2 separate regions of the Sus scrofa genome follow, and region 2 is linked to region 1. A link is a contact called in public HiChIP or PLAC-seq data. All regions are on one chromosome and are shown on one strand. The core of a region is the stretch at or near the end of the contact, and the rest is flanking DNA. Distances in the headings are between cores, read along the strand shown. Region 1 overlaps STARD13 (stAR-related lipid transfer protein 13). Region 2 overlaps LOC106507939.

Region 1 (6,588 bases), core at 3,787-6,286:
TTAAAAAAAAAAATTTGAGCAACACATGACTGATGCATTCTCACCCTGTTTTCTGTGTTCCATCTGTCTTTCTGCCAGCGTACTCACTCTCTATTTCGGAAAGTGGTTGAGTAAGAGGATGCTAAGCATAAAGAAAGGGCAATTCCCAAAGAAGAAATAAATGTTTAATTGGTGGAGGTCCCCTACGCCACGGGTGAGCAATGCCACCACTGAGGTTGGGAAAATCCCCAAGATACCACTTGTCCTGATGGAGGATGAGAAAGACTACATCACTAATGCCCGGTTCCATTCCCTGGGAACATAAAAAAAGGCAGTTTATTGCACTCCAGTTGAGTTCAACTCAGGGGCTATCTCTAAAAATAGTCTCCGCTCAAACGTCAATGAAAGTGCAAGTCCAACTTTCACTAATTCTCTTTTCTACGTTCAGCATTTTCTATTAAGAAAAGAGGTCTTTTGTAAGAAACAGGGGTACATCTATATGGATACTCTCCAATCGCTGTGGTCCTTGCAGTAGGACAGGCACTGCAAAAACTCCTGAGAAAAAAAGGGTTTTTTTTTTAAAGTTTCTTTATAAGTATAGGCTTTAACATTTAAGTAGTTCATAAGACTGGACATCCTAATATTCCTATAAAATTGATAATGAGAGCAATAAACAGGTATCAAAGAAGCATGTTGGGACAGATGGTAAGTGACATAATAAGGAAAATATAAATAAGCATCATCTCTCTCTGAAAGTAATACCTGTGATCACAGAATCCTAGAATTTTAGAGATGATAAGAATATCACATTTACTTAATGCAAACTCTTTATTTTATGGAAGAAAAGAAAGCCCAGAGAAGTTGTGACTTGCTCCAGATCACAAAATTAGCATCAGAAGTAGAACTAAAATCTGGTACCTACTTTACCATTTCCTTGACCAGACAGAAAAATTCCAAGCCACTGATTTATTCTACATTAGACAGCTACTCTGTTTCCTTTTTAGCTTCTGTTACTTTCGTGTTCAGCTTCCCTGCTTTACACACCCTTGTCCAAGGAGTTAGTGACTCAACTGCAGGGAGACCTTGAGAACCAGAATGAGCAATCATAGTCTGACCATCTTATTTTCTCATCAGAAAATGAAGGCCCAGTGAAGTCCCAAAACTTGCCACAGTAAAAGGAGAGTGTCTGAAGAGAGCCTGCATCGCTGTCTCTCTCTTCCCCTTCCCCCCAATAATTCAGTGGACTTTATTGGAATCTGGTCCATATTATGCATGTTTAAAGCATTCAAAATATTTTTTAAAAGTTAATAGCAGGATCAGTTCTTTCACAAAGCAATCCCATTTGCGCATCTGCTTAAATTTGGATTTTCCAAATAATTTGTGTGCGTGCACATGCAGCTATCTAATGACACAAGATCCCAGTTCTCCCTTTCGGCAGCCTCACATGCTTTTCCTCCACTTCCTCGGCATCCTCCCTCCCGTCCATCCCAATTGCCTGCCTGTGAGGGACATAAGGACCCTTATTATTCCCATTCTCTCTTCCTACAACAATTTCCCCATTGATTCAGCAAGACTGTGGGGTGAGGATTATGGGCAGTATGACTTGTGTGATAAGCTTTCACTCTGCAAAACAGCATTCTATTTTACATAGCTCTTCTCTTTTTAACTGTACTTAAAACTCCAGAACTAAAAAGATGGCTAGAGAAATGATGCAAGTATATTTTGGAGCATACCCTAAGATGAGCAAGTTTAGATTCATCCTGAGTTTGAGCAACTAATTCTGATCCTATGCATCATCAAAGATGCCTTTATTTCTCCTCCTTGTTTTTCCTTCCCATGAGTGGATCTGCTGTTGAATCATGTCCATGTCATTCAGTGATTATCTCACTGTAATGAGGTCAGTGAAGAGCAACTTACACTTGTTTGCACTGTTCCCAACAGCCATGAAAGACTAAGTTTTGATGTCCCCACATTATCTTAATATAATGCTAAATCTTCCTTGAGAGATGTATGGCAGAGTAATGCAAACAGTTTTACAGATGTGGTTGTTATTTTAAGATACCGATATGTGAACTACCAAAAATAATAGTGTTATTAATTTAATATGCACTTGATAAGTTTTAATTGAATGCTTATAGGCCATTAGTAAAATAATCTGACATTGTGTATTACTGGGTACTAACTCTTCAAGGGCTAAGGTAAACCACACAGCACTTTACTTTCAAAAAAGAAATAAGACCAGATTGAAAATCTCACAGTTAAGTGACCAGTTTAAATCTGTGATATGGTTCATTGCTATACCCTGAGTGGAAAAGACAGAGATATTACATTATTCAGAAACCAAAGGTTCAGTAGTTTAATACTCAATATAAAAACAAACCAGAAAAATGGGTATTATTGAGCACAGTCTCTAGAGATACATTCAAATACCAGCTCCTACTATGTGGCCTTGGAGAAGTTATTTGAACTCTACGTATTTCTGTTTTCACGCCTTTAAAATTGATATAATAATAGTACTCACCTGCAAGAATTTGTTTTTTGAGGATAAAATAAATGGACATATATATGCAAAGCTCTCAGAGCAGTGCACAAACTGTAAATAATCGATCAGTATCTTCTACTATTACAGTAAGCAATCTACGCATACAGTAAACCCAGTCAAATCATTTTGCTTCTGCTCTCTCAATGTCTTATGATACAATTGTATGCTATTAACAAATAATGAGTTCCTAATCACTGGACTGTTGGAATTTTTTTCAGACTTCCCTATGATGCTAATTGTCACTTCATTTTTAGGCATTCCTGAGCTTCCAAGGTTCCACTGCCCAACATCAAATAGGGAGGATGCTCAGACTTTCTAATGAGGCAACATGAAACATAGACACAGAATACACATTCGATGACCGTGCATGTGCTCCTTCATAACTGCAAGTCTTCGATGGAAAAATAATCTTCATTCCAAAAAGAACACAAGTAATTTTTAACAAAATCAACCCCTGTAAATTCACTTAAGGAGACTGTCAAAGATATTCCAAACTATCTGCATGCGCTGTCTGACACAATACACTCTACACGTATGCCGAGGAACACCTACAGGGTGCAGACTATAAATCATCATCCAACGTTCCTCGAGCCCCCACGTCCATAACGATGATGGCATCTGGTCAAGCACTGTTGTCACACAGCCCTGAAACTAAAATGGAGCTGGTTTTTATTCTAAGCCTAATGTATTTTTAAATCAAGCCACAGGGAAATAATTACTTTTGTTTCTATTCAATCAAGACCTGCACACAGAGAGTTTATGGAATGACATAATATCCTTCCTGAAATCAGACTGGTATGTAGGACCAGTATCCTTCACACATATCCAGTTCCTGAACCTTTAAAAACAAATCCCAATTTCCAAGGAAACAATCTCATCAAATGCTGCTCACTAGAATACATATTGTTCCTTTTGGAAACATTACAATAAGATTTTCATGATTACGAACTCCAACTTCCCTTCTAAAATTAAATATAATCTTAAACTCATTTATTTAAGTGGAAATTTATTTTTATAATGGCTCTAGAAAATCCTGGTCATTGGTGGTTATGTATCACCGATATAATAATTTAGTTATTTAGTTAGCCTGGGAGTGGGTGGTTATAAACTTCATAAACTTATTATGTATGTGGGGGTATGCGTGGGTATATGTCTTTTTCTTAGGAAGGTTCACCTTTCTAGTTTCTACAAACGTACCCTAAGATAAGGGGCATGTTTTAAACTATTACCAGAGAATAATGAGTTTTAGTAATCCCCCCACCCCCAGAATAAAAAGGAACACCCAATAGCTTGTAATCAATTTTCCTCTCCTCTCTGCCTTATGCAGCTGATGCTCCTGTCACAAGATTTGTTTTGAAGTTAGCAGACAAGCTTATCCTTTACCAGAAAAACAGTATCAACAAATCAGTGGCAACTCCTGACGTAAACAGGCAAAGAGGCAGAGAATGTGATTCTGATTGTCAGCCCAAGGGCTTTAAGAACAGAATTTTAACTTTCTCCTGTCAGGTAAGAGTATTGTAAAGAATCTGGGCAGGGTGAAGCTAGTCCTCCGCTCCCCCCCGCCCCCCTTAAATAAACCAGTGTCTAAGTTTTAAACATGACAGGGTGTGAGGAACCTTCAGAGAAGCGCCTAAAATACACACCGAGGAAACCTGTCTCATTTATTCTGTAGACATATACGTAGTTTTGGAAATTTATGATTCGCTGTCCTGCCGTGAAGGTTTTTGTGGACTTAATGTTGAGTTATGTGGCAGCTAAGCGCTGTCACTGTTTGCTTAAAACTGCAGCCTGAAGCTACTTCTCAAAGTTAGGTGCAGCGTGGCAGAGAAACCCATACAATGTAAAGTGAAAACAGCTTTCAAAACTGCGTTAGCACGAAAGAGAGCCAACAGAAATCAGAATTAGCAACAGCCTTCCACTGCCGGCGACTCACCTTGTTGAATTTTAGTCACTAGCTGATGGCGTGCTAGAATCCGGCTCATCCTGTAAGGAGAGCGCCTCGCAGTCTGATCAAATCGCAAATACATCTCCTGGCTCTCAGGTGTCAGGGCATTTAGATAGTAGCAGCCTGAAGCTGGGGTCCTGGGTCCCTGACTGAACATCCCGGCAGATTTTCGTTTGCCACCTCAGTCTGCCCTGTGGCTGTTTCCGTCTGCCTCCAGTCTCAGTCACGGTGCAAGGCACCCAGCCCAGCAGAGCTCAACAGACCCAGCGATTTTTAAAAAGAAAAGGAGTGCCAAAAGCCACAACTCAGAATTCCAACCTCCCCTCCTGGGCCTCACGTGACCCCGCGGAGCCAATCAGAGGCGGGCAGGAGATGAGCCCGTACGCCGTCGGCTGCCGGAGCCCCGGAGAGACCTTGCTCCAGGGGCTCGGGTCCCCGACTGCGCGGGAAGCGAAGGCTCCTGCCCTGCCTCCGAAGTGACTAAGCCCCGAGAAGCTGCACTCACTGAAAGAGCTGAGGGAGAGGAGAAAGGGCAACAGAAGAAAACTAAGCCCTGGGCACAGGAAATCGTTCCAGCTGTAAACGATAGAGAAAGCACACCCGCCTTCTCCAAGGCAGCTGCAGCGAGGTACAGAGATGGGTGTGATACACGATTTAAATGAAAAACTACTTCCAATAAGCATAAACAGCTGAGGATAAATGACCACACTTCATTACAAAAGAAATGGATAAAGCTTTTCCAGGGAAAAGTACACTTCCAGTCCTTTAATGCCCGGAGGAAATGCACTCCAGGCCCCTGACCTGCATGGGAAGCTGAGAGCTCTTACAGATGAAACTGGCACAGGCGAGGGCATCAACATATTTAAGTATCTTCCCCTTTAAAATCTTCTACTTCCTCAATTATTAATCAGCCAGAAGAAGAATACTCTTCAAGTGCCTATTCCATTTAAGACACTGCGGGAATCACAGTAAAGATGCAGATTCATGCAAAGCTGCTGTGGCCAAGCTGCTTGGGATCAGTAGAGAAGTTGTGCAAAAGGGTATAATGCAGGCCTTATGTGAAAGGGCCTCAAAAAAAGACCTAAGAACAATATTAAAGGGGAGTATTATTACTTTTGACTGGGGTGATGATGAGAGCAGGCCACACAGAGAAAGAGACATCTGGGTGGGCTTTTAAGAAATGGGTGGGATTCTGACAGGCAGGGGCTGAGGAGGGTCTGTGCCCACATATATGGACAGGGGAAACCAGAGTGTGTGTTTAAGGAAACTGCGAGTGATTCCACTTGGCCATATCCGAGTGTACATGTGGGAGTAATCAGCATTTCCCCCCTATTTTTTCTCTTTAATATTGTTTGATGTGAAGAGAAAAAAAAAATCTATAGAAAATGTTATTGAATTCTGAGCCTGGGGCTGAAGGAATAAAGTTATTTGGAAAAGAGGCATGTGGCCAAGTTGTTCTTATATTTGGTAGATTCAAACTGAAACACAGCCGGGCCTGGAATTTAGAATCCCAATAATGAAAAACTCTCGATTGGAAGTTCAACAGGACTTAAATTAGGATCTTGATTCTTGGTGCTATGGCTAACTGTGGTCAGCCCCAACACCTGCGGAATTTCTGCACTTCTGAGAAGCAGCTCATTTCGCGTAAATATCTTACTAGGTAAATGAGCACATGAATAAAGACTCCCAGGGCTACAATGGACTCTTCTTTCTCTCTCTGTTCTTCTCCCTCTCTCTCCCTCCCTCTCTCCCTGCACTTGAGAGCCTCTTCTAATCACCATGCAAAAATAAGTAAGGGTCAGGTTTTCAAGTCAGCTCTGATGCAGGAAAGGAAAGGAAAGATGCACTGGGTCCTGTTGTTCCTTTTCCATTTTTCATCAGCCCTTGATCATAGTTTTTCTATTCCAGAGGACCTTTTGTGCATGGTGAGAGGGATCTGAGATCTGGTGCCTCTGGATGTGCCAGAAGCATGGGCATTACTGGCAGACAGGCTTAGTACCCTACTGCAGTTTAGATGCTTGTGAGGCCCACTCCCCAAGCCCAGATCCAGCACTGGCTACCGTGTCATGCCGATGCTGATGCCAGCCACCTCATACACATGCTTTTGGCTTGATGTCCAATG
Region 2 (6,927 bases), core at 2,128-4,627, 370 kb after region 1:
TCTGCCATCCTCCCAGGACATGCGCAAACTGCAGCATGCTGCCATGCACAGAATGCATACAGATGTGTGAGGGCTCTGCCAGCACCATTCTGTTGTGGCGCCTCAAATTATCTCATGTACCAAGTCCCATGACCATTTCAGATGCAGGTTAGAGAAGGCATCAACTTCATTTCCTAAATATTGTGAAGCCTTAATATCATCTCGATTTTTTAAAATTACACATGGTTATAAAGTTCTAACATTCTCTCACCATGCCTCACTTGATTGCCGGGGAGCCCTGAAGTTGGGGGCTCCCGGTTGGAGGCTGCTGCTCTCAATAATCAGTGTTTAACAGTTTCTCACATCTGTGCAGCAACACACCATTTATGCACTGCGGTCATAGTGTTCCGCTTTGGAGAATAGTTAACTGTTATCTACTGGGAGGTAGATACGGTTTCCAGTTTAGAGGTGGAGCTTCTCAAGATCAGAGAAGTTCAGGAACTTGATGGAGGACAGAGCTACAGAACTGCTGAGTGAAGAACTGCGTCTTATACTGTGGCTCCCAGTTCCTCCATGACACAGAGAATGGGTTCTGGGTAAAGAAGGAGCTAGGTTTTCAGTGTCCAGGGCAAGAACACCCTGAGTCTTCCAGAAGCAGCTGTAGTAATGGCAGCAAAAGCAGACAACCAGGTTCAAAATGCAGAGTAATTGCACATTAACCACTGAGGCAGCAGCTGATTTCCTCATGCACAATGCCTCTACACGACCAGGCCAAGTCCAGCAGCAAAAATCCCTGGGGCTCCAAGAAGCCATGGCTGTACAATAGAGAAAAGCTATATTGTTCTGAGCATATATTCTTTTCTTTTGTAGTTCATGAGGTCACAAATAGTTCTAAGCTGTCTTTTGGAGAGGACATTACAAGTGATAGTGATTCCTTGACAGGCATTCTTTTTTCCTAAATGGTTCAGAGAACTCCAGAGGACATAAGGCTATTTTTATTCACTGGGGCTTGGGAGTCACAGTGAGACAGAGCTGCAGGGCTGGTGTCCTTCTGATGGAGGGGACAAATGCATTCATAAGCCATCTCAAAAGGATGAAACAAGCTCATGAAAAATCAGGGAGAAGCAGATGTAATTATACTGAGAATCACAAGACATGGACTTAGATATAATTCAGAGCAGCGTGACTGAGCAGCAGAGGAATATGGAAATTTGTAACTGATAAACACTGGTAGCTGGGACGTATTTTGAGAGGTGGTTTGAAAGATCCAATGGACAGATTACCTACATGGCATTTAACTGAGTTTAGCTCCGACAACACTGACTGACTTTAACATTTAACTGAATGCTGATTGTGGCTCCAGACATTGTTTTATTCATTCAATCCATTGGTTGGAAATAGTAAACTTAAGATTGCTGAGGAACAAATTAATTAGATCTGTAAATAGCCTTTTTTTTTTTTTTTTTTGGTCTTTTTTCTTTTCTCGGGTCGCACCCGTGGCATATGGAGGTTCCCAGGCCAGGGGTCTAATCAGAGCCATAGCCACTGGCCTACACCACAGCCACAGCAGTGCAGGATCCAAGCTGTGTCTTCGAACTATACCACAGCTCACGGTAAGGCCGTATCCTTAACCCACTGAGCGAGGCCAGGGATCAAACCTACAACCTCATGGTTCCTAGTCAGATTCGTTAACCACTTCGCCACAATGGGAACTCCAAGATCTGTAAATAGCTTTTAAACTACAAGTGATAAGAACAAAATATTTGAAAGTGGCACTAAGGCTATTCCTTACAAAGACTACAAATATGTTTCTTTTTGCTGGAATAATTACCCATATGCAAGAGTTGCATATGTGAGCCAAATTTCCTAATCGATTTACTTCACAAATAACATTGAGGGCACATTACATTAGCAAGGGGAGATGGAAAGCAGAATCAATTACCTCGATGCTATAAACTAGAGTAAACAAATGTTGCTTCAATTATCTGATTCTTTCAGATGAGAGTTGGGATGTTAATGACCTGAATTGTGTTGTTTCTGAATTTCACGTTGCTAAACTAGACAAAGTCTAAAAGCCTCAGAAAGCCAAATTTTCCTAGAGGATTTTTTGTAAGTGACTCCTATATATCTGAATTTGCCACAATGTGACTTATAAATTAACTTATATACTGGCCAATTATTTGACCAGCTTCTTAACTTTCCAGTTTTATACAAATAAAAACTGAATGGTGAAAGTACTATTTTCATAACTCTCAACCAATTCGTAGTTACAATTATAGCAAAATAAAATAGCAGGTAGGAAGTATTATTGCATTTTTACCATGGTGATAGTTCTGTTCCTCCCATTTTCACAGATATGAAAAATTTAGAAAACACTTTTAGATCTACACATAACAAATTGCTCAAAAGGCGGGGAATACAATTCAAGAGAAAGTTACTTTGGATCTGGTACCATTTACTTTTATTTTTCAGGGGCTTTTGTGTTAAGGATGACTGAACATTTTAAAGCCAGATGGGATTTAAGAGTTAACAGAGTTAATCTAGTGCTGCCTACTTACCAGTCATTAGACCCATGCAGGGCTGCCTGCCTATGAATTTATATCTAATTTCTCTATCTTCAGATAGGCAAAAAGGGGGAAGACCTCTGGTTTTTATTTTTTAATTACAATTTCTAGGCCCCACCCTGGATTTTCCGATGGAAGGATTTTGTAAGCTGCCTTTCCCAGGTGATTTTCTGATGCAAGTATTTGTGGAAACCATAAATGCTAGTCCAGCCTTTTCACTTCGGAGATGCTGAATCTGAGGACTCTGTCGTGGGTCCAGTGAGGGAGGAGAATCCAAGCTCCCTGATTTCCAGTCTTTTTTTGCCCCTCATTATCTGGCCTGCTGATGAAATCCTCTCCATCCCTTGTGCAGAGAGGAGTGGGACAATCCGACCCCAGGGACAGAGGAAGGGATTGACACTAGGGAATGTTAATTTGCCTTTTCCCCTTCCCTGGGAAATTTTAAAAACAAAGGAAAAGTTTAATTGGCTGATAATTTAATATATGAAATCATATAAAAAAACAGAGTAATGGATTAGATAAGATCTTAATATTTCTAGGCTTCTGTAATTTAGTAACAAAGGAACCCATTGGCACTTTCACTTTGTTTTGTTAAGATGGTTTCCCCAGAAGCTTCCGAAGATGGAAGAAACCTACACTCCTCCTCCTTCTTTCAACTCAGCTTTTCTTATCTGAAGGGATAACTACAGGATAGACACTTACATATGCAAAACCCAGTTCCACCCCCCCTCCTTTGGCACTTAATACTTTCAGATCAAATCTATAGATAGCCTTAGTGGCTGGGCCTGCAGCTGGTTTAGCATAAATACAACAGCACCACCTTGTGTTGTGCTCCAGGGAGAATTTACCTCTAGCAGGACAAAAGCTTAGGTGAGAAGGGAGCAGGATGCAGTATGGAGTTCCCGTCAAGGTGCAGTGGTTAATGAACCTGACTAGGAACCATGAGATTGTGGGTTTGATCCCTGGCCTTCCTCATGAGGTTGTGGGTTAACGATCCCGCGTTGCCATGAGCTGCCATGAGCTGCCATGGGAGCGGCCCTAGAAAAGGTAAAAAGACAAAAAAAAAGAAAAGGAGACCCCTCCCCTCTTCTCTGTGCTGAAAGCATTACTGCACCAATCCCCTGGGAAGACTCTTCTGTCCACTACCTTCCTATAATTTTCTCCTGTAAAATTTATATATATTAAACTTATTATCTATTAAATATCTGTTAAATATATCTATATACTAAATATTATATATGTAATATAAAAGGTAGTTGGAAAATGGAAGAGCAGAAAAAAACATATATTAGTAAAAGCCTAGGCAAGCAGAATGCTTTAGCGTGTACTTTAGAGGAAAACATTACAGTCAGTTTTAATTTCAGAATACTTGAAGGTAAATGTATATTTAATGCTAATTGTGATTTAACACTTCTATAAAGATTCTCCCACATTTGAGCAGGTAGCTTTTAAATAATGTATTTGCCCATTAAAGGGACAAAAGGATTTTTCACGATGGGTAATATGAGTAAAAGAGTTGTGTTGTGGGTAAAATCTTTATTTTCCAAGTAGAGTTGTAGAGTTTTATTTATATTTGTACCTTCTCTATGGGGCAAGCTGAGAAATTAATATATGTATATCAACTTGGGACTGAAAGACTATAGTTAAAAAGACACTAAAATAGAAATATTGCCCAACTAAATATGCTACTCTTGTCTGATCTTTTCACCAGAATCAACATAGTTAATTAAAGAAGATTGTTTTCAATCACAATTTGAAATGTCAAGATTGGTATATAACAAATGAGCAATTCTTTGTCCCTGAAGTCATCTGGAAAGTTGAGTCTGAGTCCTTACAACCTACACATGAGTATGGGATAGGAAGTTACAGGACTAGAAAATAGCAAACTTCAGGGTCTTTCTGGGACTGATCATGCAGAAAATCTTAGCTAGAAAGTCCTGCAGAAGGCTCAGTTATGTCCGTTTTAGTTGCAAAGGGGGATTTTTATCTTCTAAGTTTGTCAGGGTTTTTCCTCTAAGTTTGTTTATCATGGACCCAGCGATCTGCCTGCAGGGCTCCTGGGCGGCAGTGTAGCACCTCGGACTAGAGTATACATTTACTGTGCAGAGATAATAACTTTGAATGAAGACTACAAATAAGGAAAAAACCTCCCTTCATTAGACATGTTCTTTCTGGTGAAAAGATCACACGAGTAGAGTATTTGGTTAGGCAGTATTTCTATTATTTGGATAAAATTTTTTATATTATGCATTCCAATTAAATAACAATCTGATTTATACAAATTGTAAATTTATGTTTAAAAACATATGTAATGTCTAACTGTTAATCAAGTATCAGTTGACAAACCTGATGAAAATGCTCTTTTTTTCAAGCAAAGACATCCTAAAAAACCTCCAAGGTCTATTCTTTGGTCTGCTATTCACAGCCCCTTGTCTTTCTAACCCCTGTTAGTTTTCTGCACAAAGAAATGCCCTCCCCCTTCCCAGACCCTTTACTCAAGGTGACTCCACACGAACAGGATTCTATCTGAAGAATGGGAATGTCATATTTGCCCCAAATCTTCCTTTCTCTGCCATTAGACTTTCGCTGAAATTTTATCTCATGCAAATGCCTTCCTTACTAAGCAGAGAATTATTTCATATCCCACACAAAATCCAAACAGTCAGCCCTCAGTATTCACAAGCAAATTGTCTATCTTGTCCATTACCTGCAGAAGCCAGGTTTATTTCTCCATGGCCCAATTGATGTGGCTCAGTAAGTTCAAGCACATTTTAAATGAATTCAAGTAAAATATTAAAAGGAAAGGGAATCTCCTTTTAAAAATTCTATAGTGCGCTCCGTATCAGTAGAGAAATTTTTAAAAAATTATTTGTTATTTGAATTATATTATTTCTTTATCATGTCTTTATCATGGACATTGGCTATTTTATTTTTTTAAAACATATATTAAAAATATTTGAGGGCGATCTAATTTGGATCCCTGAGAGCTTATAGATATAATTTCTAGTGTCTCTTAATTCTAAACTGCCAGCTACATGTCTTTCTATTCGGGCGACAAGAAATGACTATTTGCTGGTAATGGAATAATTTTTTTTAGATTGGTGGGCTAATTTTAGAGAAACTGTAAGGGTTTACTAATAGTGGTGGATTAGTCTACTTGGACTGTCATAACAAAATACCTGAGACTGAGGAGTAACCTAACAGAAATTAAATTTTCTCACAGTTCTAGAAGCTATAAATCCAAGATAAAAGTGTCCATGGAATTGGTTTCTTATGAGACTTTCATCTTGGCTTGCAGATGGCACCTTCTCACTGTGTCCTCACAAGCCCTTTGCTTGTGCACACACAGAAAAAGAGAGGCCTCTGGTGTCTCTTCCTCTTCTTATAATGACACCAGTCCTACTGTGTAATGGCTTCAGCATATGAATTTTGGAGGCACAATTAGTCCTAACATTACACCCTCTGGACTCCCCAAATTTGTTTCCTTTTTATTCAACCTATTCCAATAACTGTTAAAATCATAACCTAGTCCAACATCAATTTCAAGTCCAAAGTCTCATGTAAATAGCATCTAAAGCAGGTATAGATGTACCTGAGGTGTGATTCATCCTTAGGCGAAATTTTTCCAGCTGCGAACTTGTGAAACCGGGCAAGTTATGTGCTTTCAAAATACAGTGGTAGGACAGCCTTGGTTAGATAATCCCACTCTAAAATGGAGAAACTGGAAACAAGGAAGGGCTGATGGGTCCCAAGCAAGTCCAAAACCCATCAAGGTGAATTCCATCAATCTTAAGACTTGAGACTATTCCTCTGTGACCCAGTGATCTGCCCGCAGCTCTCCTGGGGACAGTTTCTAGAACATAGCCTCCCAGTACTTGCCACTTTACCCGCTTTCTTACTGAGCTTAATAGAAATAACATGATTTTCAATTGCCTGGAATCTCTAATTCTATAAACGCATAAGCCTCTATTTATTTATATATTTGGGCCGCACCCGAGGCATATGGAAGTTCCCAAGCTAGGGGGCAAATCGGAGCTACAGCCATGTGGGATCTGAGCCACGTCTGCCACCTATACCACAGATTGCGGCAACTCTGGATCCTGCCTGACCCACTGAGAGAGGCAGGGGAGGAGCTAGCATCCTCGTGGGTGCTAGTTGGATCTGTTTCCGCGGTGCCACAACAGGAACTCTGAGTAAACCTGTATGTACATTTACATAGTTCCAGTATACATTTTAGTAAAGAGTTTAGTGTTAGTTTGTTGACTTCTAATTTTGACTGAGAATGTGCCACTCACTCTGTAGTGAGCTAGTGACTTGAGTAACTAGTATACAGATGTTTGATTGACTAGTGGCTGGAACTCTGAAAACAAATCCATGCACATAA

What was found. HiChIP or PLAC-seq counts read pairs in DNA pulled down with a chosen protein or histone mark.
Region 2: an H3K27ac HiChIP or PLAC-seq map of skeletal muscle shows a contact between it and region 1, with 5 times the contacts expected there. The contact joins two enhancer-like sites. A contact is called at or near these places in 2 of 47 Hi-C or Micro-C datasets (embryonic fibroblasts and fibroblasts) and 1 of 2 datasets of contacts at active chromatin or transcription factors (skeletal muscle).

Annotation. Positions count from the first base shown.
Region 1 is chr11:9,685,900-9,692,487 of Sscrofa11.1, forward strand. The region is part of intron 1 of STARD13 (stAR-related lipid transfer protein 13); the gene reads right to left. Among named protein-coding and RNA genes, the nearest start is that of STARD13, 49 kb to the right of the region's middle. Within about 2 kb of position 5,037, at least 68 of the 83 cell types and tissues checked have an H3K27ac peak or open chromatin away from gene starts, as enhancers often do. A contact at or near this core is called in skeletal muscle, where this site is marked.
Region 2 is chr11:10,059,929-10,066,855 of Sscrofa11.1, forward strand. The region is part of intron 3 of LOC106507939; the gene reads left to right. Among named protein-coding and RNA genes, the nearest start is that of RFC3, 83 kb to the right of the region's middle. Within about 2 kb of position 3,378, at least 21 of the 83 cell types and tissues checked have an H3K27ac peak or open chromatin away from gene starts, as enhancers often do. A contact at or near this core is called in skeletal muscle, where this site is marked.